Linked DNA regions of Mus musculus: regions 2, 3, 4, 5, 6 and 7 are each linked to region 1. A link is a contact called in public HiChIP or PLAC-seq and promoter capture Hi-C data. All regions are on one chromosome and are shown on one strand. Each heading gives the region's core, a stretch centred on a gene start, on an enhancer-like site or on the middle of the called end of the contact. The rest is flanking DNA. Distances are from core to core; before and after follow the strand shown.

Evidence for each region. Promoter capture Hi-C pulls out the DNA fragments that hold promoters and counts their contacts. HiChIP or PLAC-seq counts read pairs in DNA pulled down with a chosen protein or histone mark. Capture Hi-C pulls out chosen DNA fragments and counts their contacts.
Region 2: an H3K4me3 HiChIP or PLAC-seq map of embryonic forebrain shows a contact between it and region 1, with 4 times the contacts expected there. The contact joins the promoter of Ring1 here to the promoter of Akap8 in region 1. A contact is called at or near these places in 2 of 39 promoter capture datasets (hippocampal neurons and liver) and 4 of 115 datasets of contacts at active chromatin or transcription factors (astrocytes, embryonic forebrain, forebrain and 1 more).
Region 3: a contact with region 1 is called in a promoter capture Hi-C map of liver, with 2.6 times the contacts expected there. The contact joins the promoter of Pfdn6 here to the promoter of Akap8 in region 1. A contact is called at or near these places in 2 of 39 promoter capture datasets (hippocampal neurons and liver), 1 of 484 Hi-C or Micro-C datasets (B cells), 4 of 115 datasets of contacts at active chromatin or transcription factors (astrocytes, embryonic forebrain, embryonic midbrain and 1 more) and 1 of 9 other capture datasets (liver).
Region 4: a contact with region 1 is called in a promoter capture Hi-C map of hippocampal neurons, with 5 times the contacts expected there. The contact joins the promoter of Rps28 here to the promoter of Akap8 in region 1. A contact is called at or near these places in 7 of 39 promoter capture datasets (the C10 cell line, hematopoietic stem and progenitor cells, hippocampal neurons and 4 more), 1 of 484 Hi-C or Micro-C datasets (embryonic stem cells), 12 of 115 datasets of contacts at active chromatin or transcription factors (astrocytes, craniofacial prominence, embryonic forebrain and 7 more) and 2 of 9 other capture datasets (liver and pancreatic islet).
Region 5: a contact with region 1 is called in an H3K27ac HiChIP or PLAC-seq map of embryonic stem cells, with 2.7 times the contacts expected there. The contact joins the promoter of Rab11b here to the promoter of Akap8 in region 1. A contact is called at or near these places in 2 of 39 promoter capture datasets (hippocampal neurons and second pharyngeal arch cranial neural crest) and 4 of 115 datasets of contacts at active chromatin or transcription factors (astrocytes, embryonic forebrain, embryonic stem cells and 1 more).
Region 6: an H3K4me3 HiChIP or PLAC-seq map of bone marrow-derived macrophages shows a contact between it and region 1, with 6 times the contacts expected there. The contact joins the promoter of Myo1f here to the promoter of Akap8 in region 1. A contact is called at or near these places in 2 of 39 promoter capture datasets (the 3T3-L1 cell line and hippocampal neurons) and 2 of 115 datasets of contacts at active chromatin or transcription factors (bone marrow-derived dendritic cells and bone marrow-derived macrophages).
Region 7: a contact with region 1 is called in a promoter capture Hi-C map of hippocampal neurons, with 5 times the contacts expected there. The contact joins the promoter of Zfp101 here to the promoter of Akap8 in region 1. A contact is called at or near these places in 2 of 39 promoter capture datasets (hippocampal neurons and liver).

What each region holds. Positions count from the first base shown.
Region 1 is chr17:32,319,726-32,322,620 of GRCm38.p6, forward strand. It overlaps Akap8 (A kinase (PRKA) anchor protein 8), which reads right to left and starts at 1,513. Exons shown (of 14, transcript NM_019774.5): 1 at 1,360-1,513. The coding sequence starts at 1,378. It overlaps Akap8l (A kinase (PRKA) anchor protein 8-like), which reads right to left. Exons shown (of 14, transcript NM_017476.2): 13 at 2,171-2,266; 14 at 1,699-2,060. The coding sequence ends at 1,767.
Region 2 is chr17:34,023,189-34,026,083 of GRCm38.p6, forward strand. Ring1 (ring finger protein 1) reads right to left here and starts at 1,492. Exons shown (of 7, transcript NM_009066.3): 1 at 1,322-1,492; 2 at 1,101-1,230; 3 at 105-265; 4 at 1-6. The coding sequence starts at 1,178. Mir219a-1 (microRNA 219a-1) reads right to left here and starts at 1,904; the gene lies at 1,795-1,904. Mir219c (microRNA 219c) reads left to right here and starts at 1,824; the gene lies at 1,824-1,883. H2-Ke6 (H2-K region expressed gene 6) reads right to left here. Exons shown (of 9, transcript NM_013543.2): 9 at 2,845-2,895.
Region 3 is chr17:33,938,806-33,941,700 of GRCm38.p6, forward strand. Pfdn6 (prefoldin subunit 6) reads right to left here and starts at 1,538. Exons shown (of 4, transcript NM_010385.2): 1 at 1,219-1,538; 2 at 943-1,013; 3 at 734-858; 4 at 104-306. The coding sequence starts at 1,282. The coding sequence ends at 183. It overlaps Wdr46 (WD repeat domain 46), which reads left to right and starts at 1,918. Exons shown (of 15, transcript NM_020603.2): 1 at 1,918-2,001; 2 at 2,080-2,286; 3 at 2,387-2,467; 4 at 2,601-2,713; 5 at 2,828-2,895. The coding sequence starts at 1,933.
Region 4 is chr17:33,823,026-33,825,920 of GRCm38.p6, forward strand. It overlaps Rps28 (ribosomal protein S28), which reads right to left and starts at 1,537. Exons shown (of 4, transcript NM_001355384.1): 1 at 1,409-1,537; 2 at 1,274-1,321; 3 at 168-305; 4 at 11-91. The coding sequence starts at 1,447. The coding sequence ends at 183. Ndufa7 (NADH:ubiquinone oxidoreductase subunit A7) reads left to right here and starts at 1,547. Exons shown (of 4, transcript NM_023202.4): 1 at 1,547-1,655; 2 at 2,576-2,625. The coding sequence starts at 1,605.
Region 5 is chr17:33,758,976-33,761,870 of GRCm38.p6, forward strand. Rab11b (RAB11B, member RAS oncogene family) reads right to left here and starts at 1,511. Exons shown (of 5, transcript NM_008997.3): 1 at 1,248-1,511. The coding sequence starts at 1,287. It overlaps Gm17251 (a long non-coding RNA gene), which reads left to right and starts at 883. Exons shown (of 2, transcript XR_003952408.1): 1 at 883-1,612; 2 at 2,567-2,892.
Region 6 is chr17:33,554,279-33,557,173 of GRCm38.p6, forward strand. Myo1f (myosin IF) reads left to right here and starts at 1,429. Exons shown (of 28, transcript NM_053214.2): 1 at 1,429-1,578. The coding sequence starts at 1,576.
Region 7 is chr17:33,393,232-33,396,126 of GRCm38.p6, forward strand. It overlaps Zfp101 (zinc finger protein 101), which reads right to left and starts at 1,406. Exons shown (of 4, transcript NM_009542.2): 1 at 1,257-1,406. The coding sequence starts at 1,277.

The DNA of each region.
Region 1 (2,895 bases), core at 263-2,762:
TCTTCTTCTTCTTCTTTTTTTTTTTTTTTTTTTTGGTTTTTTGAGACAGGGTTTCTCTGTAGCCCTAGCTGTCCTGGAACTCACTTTGTAGACCAGGCTGGCCTCAAACTCAGAAATCTGCCTGCTTCTGCCTCCCAAGTGCTTGGATTAAAGGCATTCGCCACCACGCCCGGCTAAAAAAATTCTTAGTTAAAAAAACAAAAAAACCAGGAAGGCTGCAAATACCCTAACTGTATCTGTAAAATTATTGGCTGGTAGAAAGTGGGAGTCACCATGAAGTTCCCTAGACCAAAGAAGTATAGCAGGGTTGTGACAGGTATCTATCTGGTGGAAAGGCTAAGAATGGAAGACATAGATCTAGGATCCCAAAGGCAAAGAGCACTAGGCTGATACCCAAGCACACGTGTTCATCACACCTCAGGCCTCTCTGGCAAGTCCAATTCTAGGGATCTTGTTACTCTGCTGCCTCTCAAGATCCCTTCCTTAGCCGCCAGAAGCCACTAACCACTCCCTGTGCCCACTTCCAACCCCATTCCACATGTTCCAACTATCTCCTGCGGGTAAATCTCCGTACAGAGTCAAGGCCTCCCAGGAGATTAAAAGCAGATAGCTCGAGAACCGACGCCTAATTACGAAAAGTTGCTGACATTTAGGTTAGGAAAGGCAACGTTCCCGCTTCCGCAGACCCCCGTAATGTTACAGTCCAGAATCCCAGCCCCTCAGGCAGCACACCTCCCACGAGCACCTCACGCCGCGTACACTGCAGAGACCCAGCCAGGTTTTCCCAAAAAGCTGCACCGGGTGTAGCCGCAGTGCACAGCTGGGCCGATCGCGCGCTGCCCGTAAGCCTTCAGAAAAGCGAGCCCGGGGACACGAGCTCTCAAGGACGACCTGCGGAGGATGAGCTGAGACTCTCTCCTCGCTACGGCCGCCGCAACCCAGCCGGACCTCAACCCCCTCCACCCCCCGCTTCCTCAGCGTTCGCTTTAGCCCCGCCCCTGGAGCCGCCATTTTGTGGCGTCTTCGGAAGAGAAGGCGGGACTGAGACCGCTCGGGTCCTGGGGTCCCGCAGCGATGAGAGCCACTCGGCTTGCACAGTGAAAGCGGTCCAGAACGCATCCAGAAACCGGCCACAGCGTCGGCCTTCGCGCCTCATCCGCACCCCCCGCCCCGAGTCCTACCGGCCAATCCACGCGCGGCGCTTCGGGAACGATTGCGCAGAGGCCCAATAAGGGAAGCGCGCGCGTCCGGGACAACTCCACACAGAACCGGGCTGCGGCAAGTGCGTTCCGGCTGCAGGCTAAGCCCGAATACCACATGCGCCAGGGTCTCCCGTGGTGAAGAAGAGCCCACACTAACCTCCGTAGCCTTGCTCCATGTCTGCGACGCGACCCGCCAGCAGATCCTTGTCTTAGATTCGCTCAGAACGCATGCGTTCAACGTGCTGTCTGCTACTGGAAGACGAAGAGCGTACGTCTCTTTCTGGGCGCTACCATTGGTTGCTCAAATGGGCCCGCCCCCGCCGATCCGCCCAGCCTTCCGGGTTGCAAATCTACAGCATCTCGGGAGTTGTGCCTCAAGGGTAAGCTAGTGCGCAAGAGCGTCCAGGTCCGCGCACGCGTGAGCGGTTCTAGCGCGTTTACCCGCGCGCAGGCGCACTTCTAGGGGCCCGCCCTCACCACAGCACAAACGAAGACCTCAGATGGGAAAGCACTTTATTAGGCTGGACTTCCAGCCTCGGCCACGGGAGCCCTGCCGGGTAAGGGTTATGGACCCCCACCGCCCTCCTCGTCGTCTTCCATGTCGAGGCCCGGGATCCCGCGGATCTGACACTGCAGCGCTCCGCCCAGCAAGGGTACAGGGCTCTCCTCCTCTTCTGGTGGTGGCGGAGGTGGCGGTGTTGTAGTCCCTGGGGCGGGCTCCAGGGGCACGGGGGGCTGTGCCGGCACGCCCTCTGTGAGCTCTGTCGCTTCGCTTGGTGCCCCTTCATCCAGAGCGCCAGCCTCCACCTCGTCTTGTTCCTTTTCCTCCTCTGGGTTGTCAGTGAAAGGATTCTCGCCCTGTAGAGATGGATAGAGACTTTAATGGGAGGTAGGAATCACTGGGATAGAATGGGGACCAGGCTCACACAAAGGTCAGGACTAGGACAGTGCTTTCGCCTTTGCCTCACCTTCAGATATCGCTCCAGCTTCTTGCTAATGAGCTTGTTGTTGAGAATACTGCGGGCCACCATAAGCGAGGACTTCTTGGACTGCTCCATCATAAGCTATGGGCAGGGCAGACAGGGCTGGTGAGGCTGCTCTAGGAATCCAACAAACCCAGCTGAGGTTCAGATTCACCAATAACTAGTCCTAGTGTCTGTAAGTGACCTTGGGCGTAATTCCAGTCAGTCTGGACAGGCATGCAAGGAACTAGGATTCGATCTGATCACCCACACCTTATTTGCTGTTTGAAACCTGATCTGCTTACATAGAAACTATAGTAAGTACTGGACTTAGTGGCACAGGCCATGTAACTCCAGGACATTAAAGTGGAAGGCCTACCTGGACTACAGAGTTTAACGGTTTACATGGTTTGACTATGTCTCAGAAAATAAAAGACGGCTGGGAGCTAGAGAGATGGCTCAGCGTAAAGGACTTGTTAGTATTTCAAAGACTCAGGTTCATTTTCTGCCACCTACAAGGTGGCTGACAACAATCTCTAATCTAGTTCCCAGGAATATGAAGCCCTCTTCTGGTTACCACAGGCACCAGGCATGTGAATAGTGAGCATATGTGCAGGCAAAACATACAAGAAAATAAAAAATAAAAAAATAAAACGTAAAAAGGGGGAGGGGGCCAGCTGGAGATAATATAATAATTTGATGATAGAGTGCTTTCTTAGTATTCTTAAAGC
Region 2 (2,895 bases), core at 242-2,741, 1.7 Mb after region 1:
TTGTTCCTGGGTGTGGGAGGAAGGGAGCTCTGTAGGGCCAACTCCCATCATGGATGCCCAGGCTGACCCGCCTGGCCCCATGGCAAACATGTCCCTCCTGTTACCCGCTCCGCAGGGCGGTGACGATGCAGTCCGAGCAGAACCTATGCAGGCACTCCTTGGTGGTCATTGTGTTCTTCAGCATGTCCAGGCAGATGGGACACATGAGCTCAGAATGCAGTGACCGAGGCGAAACCGCAATCTCTGTACCATCCATGATGGCTTCCTGGGTCATCAGAAGGTGGCAGTGGGTTGGGGGAAGGGGACTTTAGAGGCAAGCTTTGAGAAAGGTAAGAACCTGGACAGCCATGCTGACCAAACTGATGGGAATTCTGGGATGGAGGAGACCAATGACTTGGAGATTACCAGAACAGAAGGGATGAGGGCCCATTTACAAGGAGTTTTGAAACAGAAAGGCCAGGGTTTGTTGAGAGGACTAGGGCTGGGAATGGCACAGATCTATGGGTTGGAGGATATTTATGCTACAAGACTTCTTCATTTTTTGTTTGCTGTTTTCAAGACAGGGTCTCCATATGCATGTATTCCTGGCAGGCCTCTAAGCAGGCTGACCTCAAACTTAAGAGATCCACCTGTCCTGGCTTCAGGAGTGCTGGGGTTAAAGGCCTTCGCCATCACATCCGGCCTCAACAGGCTTTCTTAAAACTCTAAAGAGCAAGACTACCTAGACTAGAAGTTCAGGGTGTCTGTCAAACAGATTCCGATGTCGTCCCAGCGCACGTGAGTCAGAAAACTGGAGAGGGAATTATATTTAAGCTCGCAGGATGAATATATATATGTGTACATTGACATGTGGCTGTTGAGATGGGACAGGGCCGGGACGGTAAGTTCTGTTTACCGTGCTTCAATTAAAACGGTGATATCTGCTGTACCTCGCTGCCATGGCCACTTTGAGGGGTTAAATCGGATCAAATGAGGTAGGTGTTTTAGTGCTTTGAGAAGATAAAAGGTGATTCAAAGACAGAGTCGGGCCAAGAGTAGTGTGGCAGGGAGGGAGAGGGCTGGTGGGAGGGGGTAAGCTGGGGCTGGAAGATCCCTGTCACCTGCGGGGTCCGGTGCAGCTCATAGAGACTCAGTTCCCACGTTTTGCTGGCATTCTGTGCATTCGCCGGCGTCGTCATGGTGACGGGGCACAGACCCTCCCCCTCCAAGCGGGGCTCCGCTGAGAGAGGTCTGCGGAAGGGGGTGGGGGGAGACGCTGTCGGGGCCGCCCCTCTGCAGACCCCGCCCCCTGACCCTGGGCGTGCGCCCCGCGGCCCCTCACCCAGCTCCGGCCTTCGCGCTGCCCTGCTGCGGGCCTCTCCCCAGGAACCCCGGGGCTCCGCTGCCCTGGTCCGCTCGGTCCGCAGCTGCCACTCACGCCGCAACCCTTGCTGCCACCGCCACCGCCGCCATGGCCTGGGCGCCGAGGCTCGACGTCACTTCCGCCCTCCCTGTATCCCACCCCGCGACGGAGACGTCACCGCCCTCGCGCGCCACGCGCGCCGTGGAACCGGGTTCCCCCTCCCCCGCCGGGCGCGCGGTGAGCCGGCCCGGTGGGTGCTGGTGCATGTGGAGAGCCCGAGGGCGGAGGATCCCCTCCGTGGCGCTGATCCCCAACTTCTCTCAAGCCGGGCCTGAGAACCCCGGAAAGCCGGCCGCAGCTGCACCTCTGCTGCTGGGTGCGCGCCCTGAGATCCTAGGGCTGCGGCGGGGTCCCGGGTGTCCGGGGACCGTCCCGCGCTCCGCCCGGCCTCTCCCCCTCGAGGTTTGGGGGCGGCGGCTCGGGACGTCCAGACGCAACTCTCGGCCGGAGCCAGAGACTCGAGAATTGCGTTTGGACAATCAGGAGCCGCGGCCCGGGACGGGGAGAGAAGCGCATCGGAGGCACCGGGGATAGAGACGCCGCGCGGAAGCGGGGACACCAGATGGGGCGGGCCCCTGGGGGGAGTCGGGGAGCACACGAGTGAATGTCTGGCGTGGGAAAGTAGGCAAAGCCACTCCGGGACTCGGAGTGAAGGAAGCGGACGAGAAGGAGAGAGAAGGAGAAGGAGCAGGGCCATACCGGTTGAGAGCCGGTTCAGAGTCGGGAATAAGGGGCACAGAGGAAGAGACCGTGATGGGTATTCGTCCCCCCCGCCAGCCTGTGCAGCGGCTGCCAGGGGGTGTCCTATCTCTGGGACAAGTTAGCAGTGGGTCCCCTCGCCCCCCAACCCAGTTACCCCCTACTTCCCTGTTCTCTCCTTCAGTCCGTGGCCAGTCCTTATGTGGGCACCAGAGTCGATTAGCAAGGACCCCCTCCCCTTCCTCCTCCTCCCAGCCCCCTCCTTCTGCTCTCCTCCAGCCCCTTTCATCGGCTAGTCCATTCCCCTAATCCTGGCCCCCTCCCCTAATCCCCCCCATCCGACCCCAGGCCGGCTGCAGCTATTGTAAGGTGGAGAGAAGGGAGGGGAAAAGAGAAAGGAGGGGTGGGGGAGGGCCACCTGTTCCAAGACCCCCTTCCAAGGCCAGACTGGACACCAGGATGGGGCCAAGAACAAATCACCCTTGGGGTCCATAAGGAACTCGGGGAATGGGGGTGGGTGACTGGTGCTGCAGAACCAATGAGAGGGGGTGGGGGCAGAATCCCCTCCCTCTGAAAAGACCCAGAGTGTCACGCATACACAGTGACATACACTCTTTCCTCTCACACCCGGCGGCGGGGGTTGCCCTGGGAGACCAGGCAGTGAAAGGGAACAATCCCTGGAAAGGGGAGAGAGGGGGAGGTGGGGAAGGGTCTGAGGGCTTGGACACAAGAAGAACCGGAGGTGGCAGGGAAGAGGATTTGGAATTTATTAGGGTCACAAGCACCCCTGCCTT
Region 3 (2,895 bases), core at 288-2,787, 1.6 Mb after region 1:
CAAAACAGAATCCGGCCACTGAGAGATTTCAGTCACAAGACCGTGAATCTCAAGAGGTGTAAAAGTGTACGGGAATGGAAGTACAGTGAAGAAAGACTGGCTGTAAAGTAGGCTTGGTTCTGTTTACATTTTATTGGCTCAGGGTTAGCCTCATCCCTCCCTCCTGACCCCCTCCCACGGGGTCAGGCTTTCCCAGGAGCCTTTGCAGCTTGGGCCCGCTGAAACTCCTGCTGCAGTTGAGCAAGGGTTTCCCTCTGTTGCTCTGACTGCCGCTCGAGGTCCCGAAGCTGTGATTCGTAGCGCTTGCTGAGGAGGGCAAAGGGAGGCAAACGGAGAGGAGATATCAGCCAGGGCTCAATGATATGGTGGAAGACTGGAGGTTTGTGGGACAGAAAGCGGGGATGGCACTAAGGGGAAGAGAGGGCTGCTGTCCTCCAAGGCTGGCACCTGAATTCAAGCTACAGAACCCCACAGTAGGGAGGCAAACATTCCCGCAGGTTGTCCTTTGACAAGTGCCCTCACCAGATGTCACACAGCAAGAAAGGCCAGGAGTGGTGCCACATGCCTTTAATCCCATCCTTTAGGAGGCGGCAGCAGGCGCATCTGTGTCAGGTCAGCCCCGTCTACAGAGCGAGTTCCAGGGCAGCCAGGACTTTACAGAAATGGGTAAGTGGAGAACTATCCAGCACGGGTTTAACACTTGTGCACTGAAAACGCCATCCGCAGGACTTACATTTCTGCTGTGATGTAGTCTAGCCTCTTCCCTACTGTGGCCCGAGCCTCCCCCAGCTCCTGTTTGACAAGCACGGGTCCCAGAAGCTTAAAGACCACGTTGGATCCATCCAGCAGGGCCAGCTCCTGAGAAGGGGATGAGGCAGTGAATGAGATGATCGTGCCCAGGAGAGTCCCTCCTCGCCCCCCACCCCCGCGTCCCATCCTCACCTCCTTCACGATATTGTTTTCCGTTAGCTGTGCTTCGAGCTTCTGCCTCCCTGACATAGATTTACTCAAGTCTGGGGTGGAGAGAGGAAATGCACGATTAAAAACATCAAATGGGCCCAGAACCGCGCAATTCTGGGGAGACTGGGTGTGAGGAAGAAAGCGACGATACCGAGGCGAGGGGTAACAAGATGCACCCCCGCAGCCCCCAATGGGGCGCGACGCTTCATCATAGATGAGAGCGGACAGGAGCGAGACCACACCAACTCCCTCTCTTACCCTTCTGCAGCTGTTGATATTTCTCTACCTCTCCCTGCAGCTTCTTTTGGATCAGTTCAGCCATGGTGAAGGAGAAAGCCTCCTGGGCGGGGGTCGCTGGGTCTCAAGCTCTGGGAGGCACCTGAATCCCCCCTCCCTGACCCTGCAGAAGGACAGCACTTTCTACCCGCAACTCTCCGAGGCGCCGCAGCCTCTTTTCGTCCAGAATAGCCACTCCCTAGGCAAAGGAGAGCGAAAGAAGAGATCCCCGAACCCTCCAAGCCAAACGCTAACCTCTTCACGCTCTACCCGCTGTAATCAATAAACCCGGAAGTAAACAAGGCATGACGGGAGAGAAAAAGACGGCGCCGGAAGTTACATTCCGATACATGCTGGAACATGTAGTTCTGACTTGTGTGAGGCTCGTTCGACCTAAAAGACTCGGCTCGAGAGGTTTTGGGCAAGACAGAAAAGTTAATATGGAAAAATCTAAGCTCATAGTTAACAAGATTCGGGGCTCATACATGCTTTTTAAATCTTTATTTGGTTATAAGCTGCTCCTCGGGCGATCCTCCCGGGCTCACAGAGGCATGCCCTCACTTAACATGGCGCCGGAGGCTTCAGACGCCGGTACGGCGCTGATTGGATGAAGGGGGGGACTTCCGGAAGTTTTCCTAGACCGCCGAGCTACTACTCAAGGGAGTTTCGCACGTGGATCGTTGTTCGGTCTTGGAGATGGAGACAGCCCCCAAGCCGGGTAGGGGTGTCCCACCCAAGAGAGACAAGCCTCAGGCCAAGAGGAAGGTAGCTTTGGTGGGAGGTGTCCGCGTCCCGGGCCCAGGCTCGGGCAGCGTGTGCGAAGGCTTTTCCTCTGCCCCTTAGAAACCGCGGCGCTACTGGGAGGAGGAGACCACCCCGGCCGCCGTCGCCACCTCCCCGGGGCCGCCTCGGAAGAAGGCGAGGACTGGGGAGTCGCGACCCCCGAGGTCCAAGAGCGCGCACATCGCCCAGAAGTCCCGGTTCTCCAAGAAGCCCCCGATCTCAAAGACCGCTCCAGACTGGAAGAAGCCTCAGAGGACGCTGTCGGGGGTGAGCCTGGGGTTGACAGGGTGGCGGTGCAGGTCGTCCCCGGAGATCGAGAGGAACCGGATCCATCAGAATCTGCCTCCTGCCTCCTTGTCCTCGCCAGGCTCAGGACCCGTTCCCAGGACCCGTCCCCGCCCCCCTGGAGGAGGCCCGGAAGTTTTGTCGAATTGACAAGTCCAAAACGGTGAGGACCGGCGGGCTGTCAGAGGGATTGGAGGCCGAGGGTTTGGATGAGGTGGTGGCGGCTTCCCCAGTGGTTTTCCTGGGACCCCCACATATGCTCTTCGGTTCTTGCAACCCTGTCAACAATGCCGTAGCTCCCACATTCGAAGCCTAAAACTCAAAGCAAACTCGAGAAGGCTGAAGCGCAAGAGGAAGAGGCAAGCGTCAGAGCCGCCCGCGCTGAGCTGCTGCTTGCAGAGGAACCTGGGTGAGTGGACCCCGACCTGGGCTTTCCCCGCTGTCCTGTCTCTCTGCGTTTTTATGTTTGTATGCCCGCTGCATGGTGGGGACCGTCACCGTCGTCATCCTAACTGCCTTTTAGGTTTCTGGTAGGAGAAGATGGGGAAGACACGGCAAAAATCCTGCAGACAGACATCGTGGAGGCTGTGG
Region 4 (2,895 bases), core at 287-2,786, 1.5 Mb after region 1:
GAAAAACCAATTTCTAGACAAGAATTAATATAAATGCTTTATTTAACAGTTGCAGATCATTCCGTGGGCTAAGTAGTGGATATCCAGAACCCTGTAAACAGACCCAAGCATTAGATAGAGTGCCTTTCTTACCTCCTAACAAGTCCCTCCCAAGGGTTGCCACTTACCCACCAGCTGCAAGATTAACGCAACCTTCGAGCTTCTCTTTCTGACTCCAATAGGGTGAGCACGTCACCCTCTCGAACGGGGCCTTTGACATTTCGGATGATAGAGCGGCTGGTGTCATCCATGAATTCCACTCGCACCTACAAGCCCAATACAAGAGTTAAATGCTGCTACTTACTAGTGGGGTGGAAAGGTAATATGGACCAGAGCCTGGGACAGGGGCTGGTCAGGTCAGATGGTTCAGCAGTTACAAGCATTTGTTACTCTTAAGGTCTCATTTGCCAGACCAAAGGCATTGAATCACTCACATGATAGGGTCTCTGTAGCCTGATCTGACCTTGAAATCCTGTGATCCTTCTGGAATTACAACACCCTCCCCACTTACAATTTTATCTGGGTGCCTCCAACTTACTTCAGGCTGGCCCTGATCTACGGGTCCCCCTACCTTAGTTTCTTAATTAGCTGTGATGGGAGACCTGGGTATAAGCCAGGGGAACGAACGGTCAGGGCATCTTTAGCCTAGGCTTGTCTGTCTCCTGGAGTAGGTGAGATGCCCTACCGTTCTTGTTCTATGTGGTGGACCGAGGCAAGCACACTATCAACAGTGGCCCAGGTTTTTTCGGTACTGGATCATTTTGTAGCCTAAGCTTGACTGGAACTCCAAGTGAACTTCCTTAGACATCTTTAATTACTAGCTTTGAGTTCAGTACTCAAGTTTTTTCGGGTTCTTTGTATGGTAAGCAAGTCTACTACTGACACACAGGTCCCGCCAACTCCACCTCTTTAAAAACCAAATCTTTTAGCTGGGCAGTGGTAGCCCGCGCCTTTAATCTCAGCACTTGGGAAGCAGAGGCAGGCGGATTTCTCAGTTCGAGGACAGCCAGGGTTACACAGAGAAACCCTGTCTAGAACACCCCCCCCCCCCCAACAAAAAACCACCAAAGCTTTCAAAGGCAGTCTTACTACGGTATCCGCGTTTCTTACAAAGTCATATCCTCCCTGAACCTAGCTACTAGAATTAAACGTCACCAAATCCAGTTATAATCCTGGTACTCGGGAGGACTCCGCTCCGACCCCAGGAAGTGGTCCGAATGTTCCCATCACTCACCTGCGTGCACTGTCCCTGCGAACCGGTCCTGCCCAGCACTTTGGTTACCTACAGGAAATAAGGGAAAGTTAGGCTCGACATGTTCAGCTTTCTTCTCTCTTTATTCAGGTTTCTAAACACCCGCAGTCGCCTCACCCTAGCCAGCTTGATGGGCTGCACGCGACTCGTGTCCATGATGGCGGCGATCTGGCGGAGAGGAGTCACGTGAGCAGGGGATGCCTTTTATAGTCGGCTCTGACCACGCCTCACTTTCGCTCTCGCGAGACCGCACGCGGTACCCAGGAATCCTCGGGACAGAGTCGTCACCAGCGTCCTTCGGAGCGGAAGGAATATGGCGTCCGCTACTCGCGTTATCCAAAAGCTGCGGAACTGGGCGTCTGGGGTGCGTGTGCTGTTCCGATCCGGGCCGGGAAGGATTTGGGTTCTGTACGCCCTTGAATCCTATCCCCCTTAACATCTCCTTAGTTCAGTGGATAATCCAGGATCCCTGAATTTGTGACTCCAGTAGTCAGACTCAAGGTCCTAAATGTTTTTGGCCGGGTTACTGGGATTTCCTTGGCCTTAGATTGCCTGGCTTTAGCTCCCCCCCGCCCCGCCCCTCTTCCTATCCCTTTCTCTCTTCGCCTCATTTGTCTCCCACGTGAGACCAGGTGTTTCCTCATCCCCCGTATCAGCTTGGAATCTTTGTTTGTTTGTTTGTTTTTGTTTTTGTTTTTCTTTTTCGAGACAGGGTTTCTCTGTGTAGCCCTGGCTGTCCTGGAACTCACTTTGTAGACCAGGCTGGCCTTGAACTCATAAATCCGCCTGCCTCTGCCTCCCGACTAGGATTAAAGGCATGCGCCACCACGCCCGGCTATCAGCTTGGAATCTTGTGCCCCTGTTTTTGGAAGGCTGAGGACCAGTTTTTAGATTTTGGAAGAAAACAAAGAGGTCAGGGAAGCTGTAGATCTCTGCAGCTCCTGGGAGGTTGGAGATGGATAAGAGGAGAGATAATTTAGGGTCCAAGAAAGGAGGTATATCTAGCACTGGAGCTTAGTAAGCAACTGTTTGGGTGAGAATTCCCATAATGTTAGGGTAAGCACGTTTAGTATATTGACCCATATACAGAGGAGATTTTCTTTAAAAGGAAGGCTTTTTAGGTTAGATCTTGGAAAGGCTGGAAACTTAGCCTTAAAGTTTTGTAAGCCATGCCCTTGCCTTTCTTCATATGCATGACTTGTAAACTTACCCTAACTGGCTACTTCTGTTCGCTAACCCTATCCTGGGGTTCCCTAGTTTCTGACTTCTTCTCTCCTCCCACAGCAAGACCTGCAGGCGAAGCTACAGCTGCGCTACCAGGAGATCGCCAAGCGGTGAGCAGGCCGTGCTTGCTGCCTTCATCCTGACATTCTTCCACCAAACCCAAGGCTGGCCATAGTGGTACAGTCTTTAATCCCAGCACTCGGGAAACAGGCAGGCTGAGTTCTGAGTTCAAGGCCTGCCTGATCTACATGATGGGTTCCAGGTTAACCCCTGTCTAATAAACAAACGTGAAAAAACAACCCTAAATTTGCTGTTCTCTTGAACTTTCCTTGGAGAATTGAGCAGAGATCTTTCTTGTCAGGCTGTGAAAGCAAAAATTT
Region 5 (2,895 bases), core at 261-2,760, 1.4 Mb after region 1:
GGAGGAAAGAGTTTGTTCGGCTTACACTTCCATACTGCTGTTCATCACCCAAGGAAGTCAGGACTGGAACTCAAGCAGGTCAGAAAGCAGGAGCTGGTGCAGAGGCCATGGAGGGATGTTCTTTACTGGCTTGCTTTCCCCTGGCTTGCTCAGCCTGCTCTCTGATAAAACCCAAGGCTGCCAGCCCAGAGATGGTCCTACTTACAAGGGGCCTTTCCTCCTTGATCACTAATTGAGAAAATGTCTTACGGTTGGATCTTATGGAGGCATTTCCTCAACTGAAGCTCCTTTCTCTGTGGTAACTCCAGCTGTGTCAAGTTGACACAAAACTAGCCAGTACATCCTCCTACCTCCAACTCTGAGTACTGGGATTGCAGGTGTGCACCACTACTGGCCTGTTTCCTGGATAATATGGGCTGTATAAACTAATAAGGAGGAGTAAAAGGGACCATTATTAAAAAGTTTCAGAATAGTACAGGTACTGCATTTAACGTTGTCCATGTGTGGTTTTTCTTTTTTTCCTTTGAGAAAGGGTTCCAGTAATCCAGCCTGGCCTCTGCACTTTTGATCTTCCTACCTCTGCCTCCCAAGTGTTGCGACTACAGGCCTGCACCATCACCAAGGCGGTGTTAGTGATAAAATCCAGGGCTTTGAGCATGCTGCTGCTAGGAATGCTACCAACTGAATCACTTCTCCATGAATATCAAGAGTTTGAACTAGTCGACAGACAGGCCCCAATCTACCCAATTCCAAAGCACCATAATATAGGGTTCCTGCACATGATCCAGGCTCCACTCCAAGGTAGGCCCCGGGTGTGTCAGTCAGTCCTAGAAGGCTCACACCAATCAGGCTTTGTGGGCACGCCCACAACCTTCTCCTTCGCCTTAACACCAGCTACAATCCTGCTTTCAACGCAGTCCGCCCGCCAAACCCAGGAAAGCCCCGCCCCTCGGGACGCCCCGCCCCAACGGCCTCTCCTACCACCTCGGGCCCCACCCCCCCAAGGCCCCGGCCCCGCCCCGGCGCATCCGGGGTCCGTAGGCCTCGCCGAGCCTCCCTTTCCTCACCACTGCGTACTAGGGCCCGAAGCCTAGCGAACTCCACTTGCCCCGGCTTCCTCCGACTCCCAGCCCGGATAGGCCCCGTTGAAGTCCGGGCCTCCACCCTGAGCTCTCTGTTCCTGTAGCACGGCTTCGGCCCTCCAGTCGCTACCGCCACCTCGCCTGTCTGTACCCCACAAGGCGCACCTTTGAATAGGTAATCGTACTCGTCGTCCCGGGTCCCCATTGTCCTGGCGCTTCCGGCGGGATCGGCGACTCCGCAGCCCCACCACAAACACCCGTCGGGGGCGGAACCGGCGCCGCGTAGAGCGGCGGTCTAAAGGCCAGTCAACGGTGAAAGCGGTAGTGACAGGCACCTGGACAAGCCAATCAGGCTGAGAAACCGAGCTCGGGGGGTAGGAGCCTCCTGGGATCCACCCTTCTAGCCCTCGGTCTCCCGGAGAAAGGCGGAAGGAATGCGGACCTTTTTGAAATGACAGATTCAGCAGCCTATCAAAAGCAGATGGGGGAAGGCGGGACGGAACACTTGAACAATGAAGTGGATTGACAGAGTGCGTAACCAATGAGAGACTGAACTCAGACTGGGCCTTCCAGCGAACCTGTAGGGGAAGGGAAATTGAGCTACCTCTAGGTGACGTTACGGACTTTAACGTCCTGATGACATCATAGATCAGTGGGTCTCCTCCGACCTCTTATTCTAGCCCCATAAATGACCATTTCCGGGCGTATGTTCGTTGATTGGGGGTGCCTTCTCTGGGTTGCAGTTCCCCAGTTCTTTGTTTAAATACAAAGCTTATGTCAGTACCTCCAAAACAAATGGGGATCCTAGGCTTTTTTATTTGTTCCTCTTCTCAAAAAGTTCTCTTGTTTTCTGCTTTCACCATTACTCATATTTTTTCTTTTCTTTTTTTAAGACAGGTTTTTCACTATGAAACCCTAGCTAGACTGGAATTGGTGATATGGATCAGACTATACCTGTCTGATTTTCTTTTTTCTTTATTGTTTTTTTTTTTTTTTTTTTTTTTTTTTTTTGTGACAGGGTCGCACCATGTAGCCCTGGCCATCTGGAACTTGCCCTGTATAGACCAGGCTGGCCTTGAACACAGAGAGCTGCCTGTCTCTGCCTCCCAAGTGCTGGGATTAGAGGCATTGGCCACCACCACCCAGCTTGATTTTGTTTGTTTGCTTGTTTGTTTGTTTGTTTGTTTGTTTGTTGAGACGAGGCCTCAAGTTACCCTGACTAGCTTCATATTGAAGAGGGAGTAGAGATAGAGAAAGGGAGAGAGAGTGGCAAGGAGGGGGGTGGAGAGAGAAGAGGAGAGGCCGGCCAGGGAGAAGGGGCAGAGTGTAGGATAAGAGAGGAGGGGGGCAAACAGCCCCTTTTCTAGTGAGTTAGTCATACCTAGCTATTGCCAGGTAACTGGGAGCCTAGAAGGAATGATAACAATACATATTTACTTTGAACTAACTTCTTTTTTTCTTGTTCTGTTTTATTTGGAGCACAGGGTCTCCCTGCCTAGAACCTGATATTTAACACTGAGAGATCCACCTGGCTCTGCGCCGCTAAACACGCCACCTCGTGCTAGCCAACTTTGAACTTATGATTCTCTTGTACACTGGTAACTTGGAAGTTACCTCTCGGGGGCTGGAGAGATGGCTCAGTGGTTAAGAGACTGACTGCTCTTCCAGAGGTCCTGAGTTCAATTCCAAGCACATGGTGGCTCACAACCATCTGTAATGGGATCTGATGCCCTCTTCTGGTTTGTCTGAAGACAGATACAGTGTACTCGTCACATATATAAAATAAATAAATAAAATCTTTTTTTAAAAATTT
Region 6 (2,895 bases), core at 179-2,678, 1.2 Mb after region 1:
ACAGAGACATTCCCAGTCTCTGTGGCATGGACCAAAGATGGATTAGAACACAGGTCCCTGTTAGGCTCTCACCAGTCTGGTTTGGTCTTAGCCACCTCCCCAGTGGGTAACATGAGGAGGTGACAACTTCTAGGAACTGTCATTTCCTCCATGTCAACAGAAGACTCATTTGTGATCTGGTCTTCCAAAGACCAAGTACTGAGCTAACGTATGGTAGGCCCTACATGTGCTGGCTGCTGCTGATAGAGCCAAGTCAGGAAAACAGCAAGGCTGTAAGTGTGAAAACCCAGATTGGGCCAGGAATGGTGTGTACATCTTTGGGCCCCACAATCCAGAGGCAGGAGGATCTCTGAGTTTGAGACCAAATTTGCTACTTACAAACTCCAGACAAGTCAAAATTATACAGTGGAAACCCTATCTCAAAAACAAAAACCACAACAATATCCAGATTTGGGGTGGAGTGACAGTGGGAGGTGCTTGCTGGATAGAAGGCTCAACTGGATAGAAGATTACTTCCTGTAATTTCAGAGGACCACAGTTCAATTCCAAGCACCCATATCAGGTGGTTAACAGATGTAAACTCCCAGAGATCCAGTGCCTCCTGGGTTCCAAAGGTCTCGGTCTCTGTCTCTGTCTCTCTGTCTCTGTCTCTGTTTCTCTCTGTGTCTCTCTCTTTCTCTTTCTCTCTCTCTCTCTCTCTCTCTCTCTCTCTCTCTCTCTCTCTCTCTCTCTCTCAAGGCCAATAGCTCACTTTTCACAACAAGCATCAGGGCATGAGTTTGAATCCCCAGACCCCACATAAAGCCAGATAAAGGTAACAAATATCTGAGACATGGAGATAGGAGGTGGAGACAAGAGAATCCAGGAAGCTTGCAGACTAGCCTGATTTCCACAGTAGGAAAACAACAGTGATGCCTATTTCAAGGAGAAGGGTGAGAACTGGCACTCACCTAAGGTTGTCTTCTGACCTCCCTCCACACATTCATATGCACCCATATAGAAACGCACACAAAGAGAAATACAGACATTAAAGGGAAATAAGTCTTGTGGTGTCTTCTACTCCAGTTAAACTTCCCTTACTAACAGACCTGGCTTTGGAGGAACAGTCTACAGGGAGGACCATAAAGGGTTTCCATGGGAACTCTGAGCAGACACACATCTGAAATGGTACTTCCTTCCCCTGATTCTGAAGAGAACTAAGCGGCCAGTCCTGCAGTCAGCTGATTTGGGTGCTTTTTGCTGTAACTCTTTTCTTGAGGTAGATGATGGATAAAGGACTTTCTCTAGTCTGGCAGTGACTGCCCGCCAACTTTGACCTATCCCTTCAGGGTAAGCTCCAAACGGTTCCCTCAGCCCTGTCATTGCTGCTAGAGCTCAGAGCACTGTCCCCGCCCTCAGCTTCCCTCCCCTGTGGTCATGAGCCCTCCCGCAAAGGAAGTAAAAGAGGGGCTGTTACAAGAGGAACTAGGGCCAAGAGCCTGTGAAGGAGGAGAGCCATGCCAGAGCCACCCCCTAGAACCCTCTGAGCCTGCACCCCTGTCATTACCCACAGGAGCCTACATACCATCCCTCACCATGGTAAGTTGTTCAAGGTGGGATCTGGGAGTGGTAACCTGGTAGCACCCTCAAAACTTGGGGCAATGGTTATGAGAACCACAGAGCCTTCAGAGACAGAGTTCCATAGGACAGCACAGAGCACCCCATGTCCCTCACCAAGAATCAAGCTCCAATCTGCATCTGCCAGGCTGGGTATGAGGACCAATACTGCAACATAAATAGGAAAGAAAGTGTCCCTGAAGGAATTACACAGTCGTCAGGAAGAGAACATGTCCCTTTTCAGGGGCTTAGAGAACTAGGTTATCAACTCATCTCAGAACTAGTCTTCCCCTGCAGTTTGAAACAAGCTCTTCCCTCTCTTAGCCTCTGTTTCTAGAACTCTTATTTAGAAGTTGGTCTGGAGAAAGGAGTGTTTGAGGGGTGTAGGGCTTTTCTTGGGAACATTCATCAGAGGGATCTGTAGGTTTGGCCACTCTCATGGGGTGGGATAACAGTGCAAGTGATCCTAGGTGGTTTGACTATAACAATCACAGGGGCAGATGATAGCTCAGTGCGGGTGCTTGGCTAGTGTGCTCAAGATCCTGGGTATCATCTCTAGCACTGAAAATAAGTCATCATCATCCTCATTTAACTTCCAGGACCAGTTAATTTTACTAAGGAGGAGTTGGAGATGTGGGTGTGCGGCAGAAGATAGCAAAGGATGAAAAGGAGGGGGAAGAGAGAGCTAGGAGAAGAAAAGGAAAAATAGGAATGGAGATAAGGAATAGAAAGAAGAGGAGAGGGAGGGGATGGGGGTTTTCATAGGGGAAACCAAGAAAGGGGATAACATTTGAAATGTAAATAAAGAAAATACCTAATGAAAGAAAGAAAGGAAGGAAGGAAGGAAGGAAGGAAGGAAGGAAGGAAGGAAGGAAGGAAGGAAGAAAAAAAGAGGAGGAGATGGAGGACTAGGTGGAGAAAGGATAGAGGAAAGGTATACAAAGGAGAGACCGTTCTCCCTACTACCCAAGGATGGCAGTGGAGACGCTGCAGACAGAGATGTCACTACAAGTTCAAGTTGAAGTCTGTTGATGATGAGAAGGCTGGAGAATGATCAGCACCATGCATGGGTCTAGACTTAGCAGCATCATGGCACATACAATAAAAGCCAGTAGTGATTACACAAATCACCCCATGGCTCCACAAACCCACAGTTCACTTCAGCTTTCAATTTTTGTCATTCTGTCAATGAGAACAAGGGCATGTTCTTAGGAAAAGAATAGTTGTTGGGGTTCTTGGAGGTTATAGCAAACAGGACTGGAGTGGAGGCAGGGAGGTGAGGTGAAAGAGACCATTTTT
Region 7 (2,895 bases), core at 156-2,655, 1.1 Mb after region 1:
GCTGGCTCATGCCTTGAAATCCTAAAACCTGAAGGCAGGAGGATCCCAAGTTCAAGGTCATCTACATATGGAGTTTCATGATAGCCAGGGATCTATGAAACCCGGTTTTAAAATAAAAGTAAAAGTAAAAATAAATGAAGCCGAAGAAATGAGTCAACAGGCAAAAGCAGTCGTCAAGCATGCGTTGTGACCTGTGTTTGATCCCTGAACCCAGGGAATGGACAGGAGAACCAACTCCAACCCCACAAGGGAGTCCTTTGACCTGCACAGTATATACTATGGCACGGGAGCCCAAAGATTGGCTCACCACACATGAACAACACTAATAAAATTTGAAATGTTTTGTGCACTCAAACCAACTCTCAAAAAAATACCTCATCCAGAAGATAGAAGACACGTATGTTTTTCTCCCAGATGGCCCCTGTCCACACTTTCCCTAGTCGCAAATTACACTGTCTAGAAAAACGATTTACATAAGGGCAAAGGAAACAACCGAAGATGTTAATATTTTTCTAGAGGACTGTAATCTTGGTAAATACTAATTAAGGAGCCCACCTTGTAGGGCATGATGGTGCTCGCATCTAAACTGCAGTTCTCAGGAAGCAGAAGCAGGCAGATCTCTTGAGTTCAAGGTAGGCCTGGTCTACGTAATGAGTTCCAAGAAAGGAAAGAAGACAAACAAACACACATTACAGGCAGAGGCAGGAGAATCTCTGAGTTCGAAGCCAGCCTGGTCTACCAAGTGAGTTCCAGGGTAGCCAGGGCTACTGAGAAACCCTGTCTGAAAAACAAAGAAATCAACCAATCAAAAACTCACCAGCACCACTGCCACCAAAAGCACATTACATATTCCTTCTCTTTGGAGAAGCAGCCTAGAGCAAAACTAATACAAAATCAAGGAGACCTCAGAAAACAATAAAGCAGGCCAAACGCAAGTGCAAGGTCAGACCAGCAGTAACGCTCAACACCCACGTCCTTTCACTACACTGACCAGACCGCATCACCAACCCGTGAGCGCTGCAAAGTCTGCAGGGTGCAGGACCACCGAGCTCATTCCCCATGATAGCCAAGGGACTGGGATAAAGCAGTTTTACAGCGACAGGGCAGGAGGAGCCTCCGACTCCTGGCTCCGCCGGTGCCAAGCTCCACCTCGAACTGCAGCACAGCGCCAGAGGAACGTCGGGTCGGCGGTGCCAAGCTGCGCCAGGCTACGTCAAAGCCGCGGCCCACGACTCCGGGAGCAACCGTGTACTCACCATTTCCAGCTTCGGACGCATGCGGGGGTCCTTCGGAAGAGCCTGCCGACAAAATAGGTGGCACTGACTGAAACCAGCTGTCACAACACCTCACAAAAGCTACACGGGATTCAAAAATGGAGCCAGGGGCAGAAACTTCAGAACATCCGTGTTCCTCATTTGACAGTTCCAGCAAGGAAGTAACAGCGGCTCTGATTGGCGAAAGATGCTGGACCCGCCTTCTTATTCGTGAGTAGCAGGATCAACAACCTCTCCCATACTTGACGCAAATGGGGAAAAAAAAAAAAAAAAAAAAGATAGAGCAACACCCAATCTTAACCCAGACGTTCCGTTTGGAGTAAATATGTGGGATCCTTGCATTTAAGCACGACGCCTTCTGGGATTTTAGTGCACGCACTCGCTTTGTCGTGTACTCAGTGGGCTTCTACTGTTTCACATAAAATAGCGCTACAGATTGGCTCTGGACATCCCAGACTCAGTGTAGGGAAAGGAAAACCCATGACCCCAAACAGAGAAGGTTACCCGGTCAGGAGAGGACAGTGCCAATAATGAGTGCCAACTTAAGAATCTGAGATGAGGCAAATGGACTTTTGCACCTATATTTTTTGAAAGTTAAGATTTAAAATGTTGATTGAGCCCCAGGTTTGAAAGAAACCTGTACAAATATGTTAAAGCTTTGTCTGAAGAAATAATATTTTAAAACACGTTTGATAAAGACATATGCTTTTGCAAATGTCTCTTCTTACAGGCTTTACTTGGACTACTTCTGGGTATTGAACATTATTACTATAAACCAAGCCAAGAGCAGAAAGCAACATATATGAATTAATAATGTAAATAGAAAAAAACTTGTAAGCAAAGAAGAGGCTTTCGCTCCGGTACTGGTTGGCCTTTTGTCGACTTGATGTTAGTGGGGGTCATCTGAGAGAAGGGAACTCAACTTAGAAATGCCTCCATTAGATTGGCTATAGGCAAGACTGTAGAATATTTTTGGATTAAAGAATGATGTGTGTGTGTGGGGGGGGGGGGGTTTCCAATCTACTGTATTAATGCATACTTAGGTAGATAGGCCTAGGCTGTATAAAAAGGGAGAGTGAACATGCAGTATTTCCCCATGACCTCTACTTCAGTTCCCACCTCCAAATTTCTTCTTGAGTCCTGTGATGATTATTTTTCTGGTTGTCAACTTGACTCTGTTAGTCATGAAATCAAATCTGGGAATGGAGGACATACCTGTGAGAACTTTTTGCTTGCTTTGGAGTCGGTGATTCTGCTTCAGGTCTGGACCTTTGAGGTAGGGAGTCCCAGGCCTTTGAACCAAACCTTGAATCAGCTCTAATCTAGGCTACAGGCTTTGCTAGAGCTGGACGAGGAAGCTTCTGCTCCTGCCTGCTTGCCCTAGCCTTGCTAGCATGTCCATTCCTTCACTGGCATCAGAACCTTACTTTTTAGGGATTCCAGCATAAGCTGAAGACCAGCTGAGACATTTAGCCTCGTGGTCTGAGAAACTACAGGATTCTTGGGCTTTCCATCCACAGCCAACCATTGTTGGATTAGCTAGACCGCAGCCTGTGAGTCTTTCCAGTAAACCCCTTTTCTATACATATAGAAAGATTCATTCTGTAAGCTTTGTTACTCT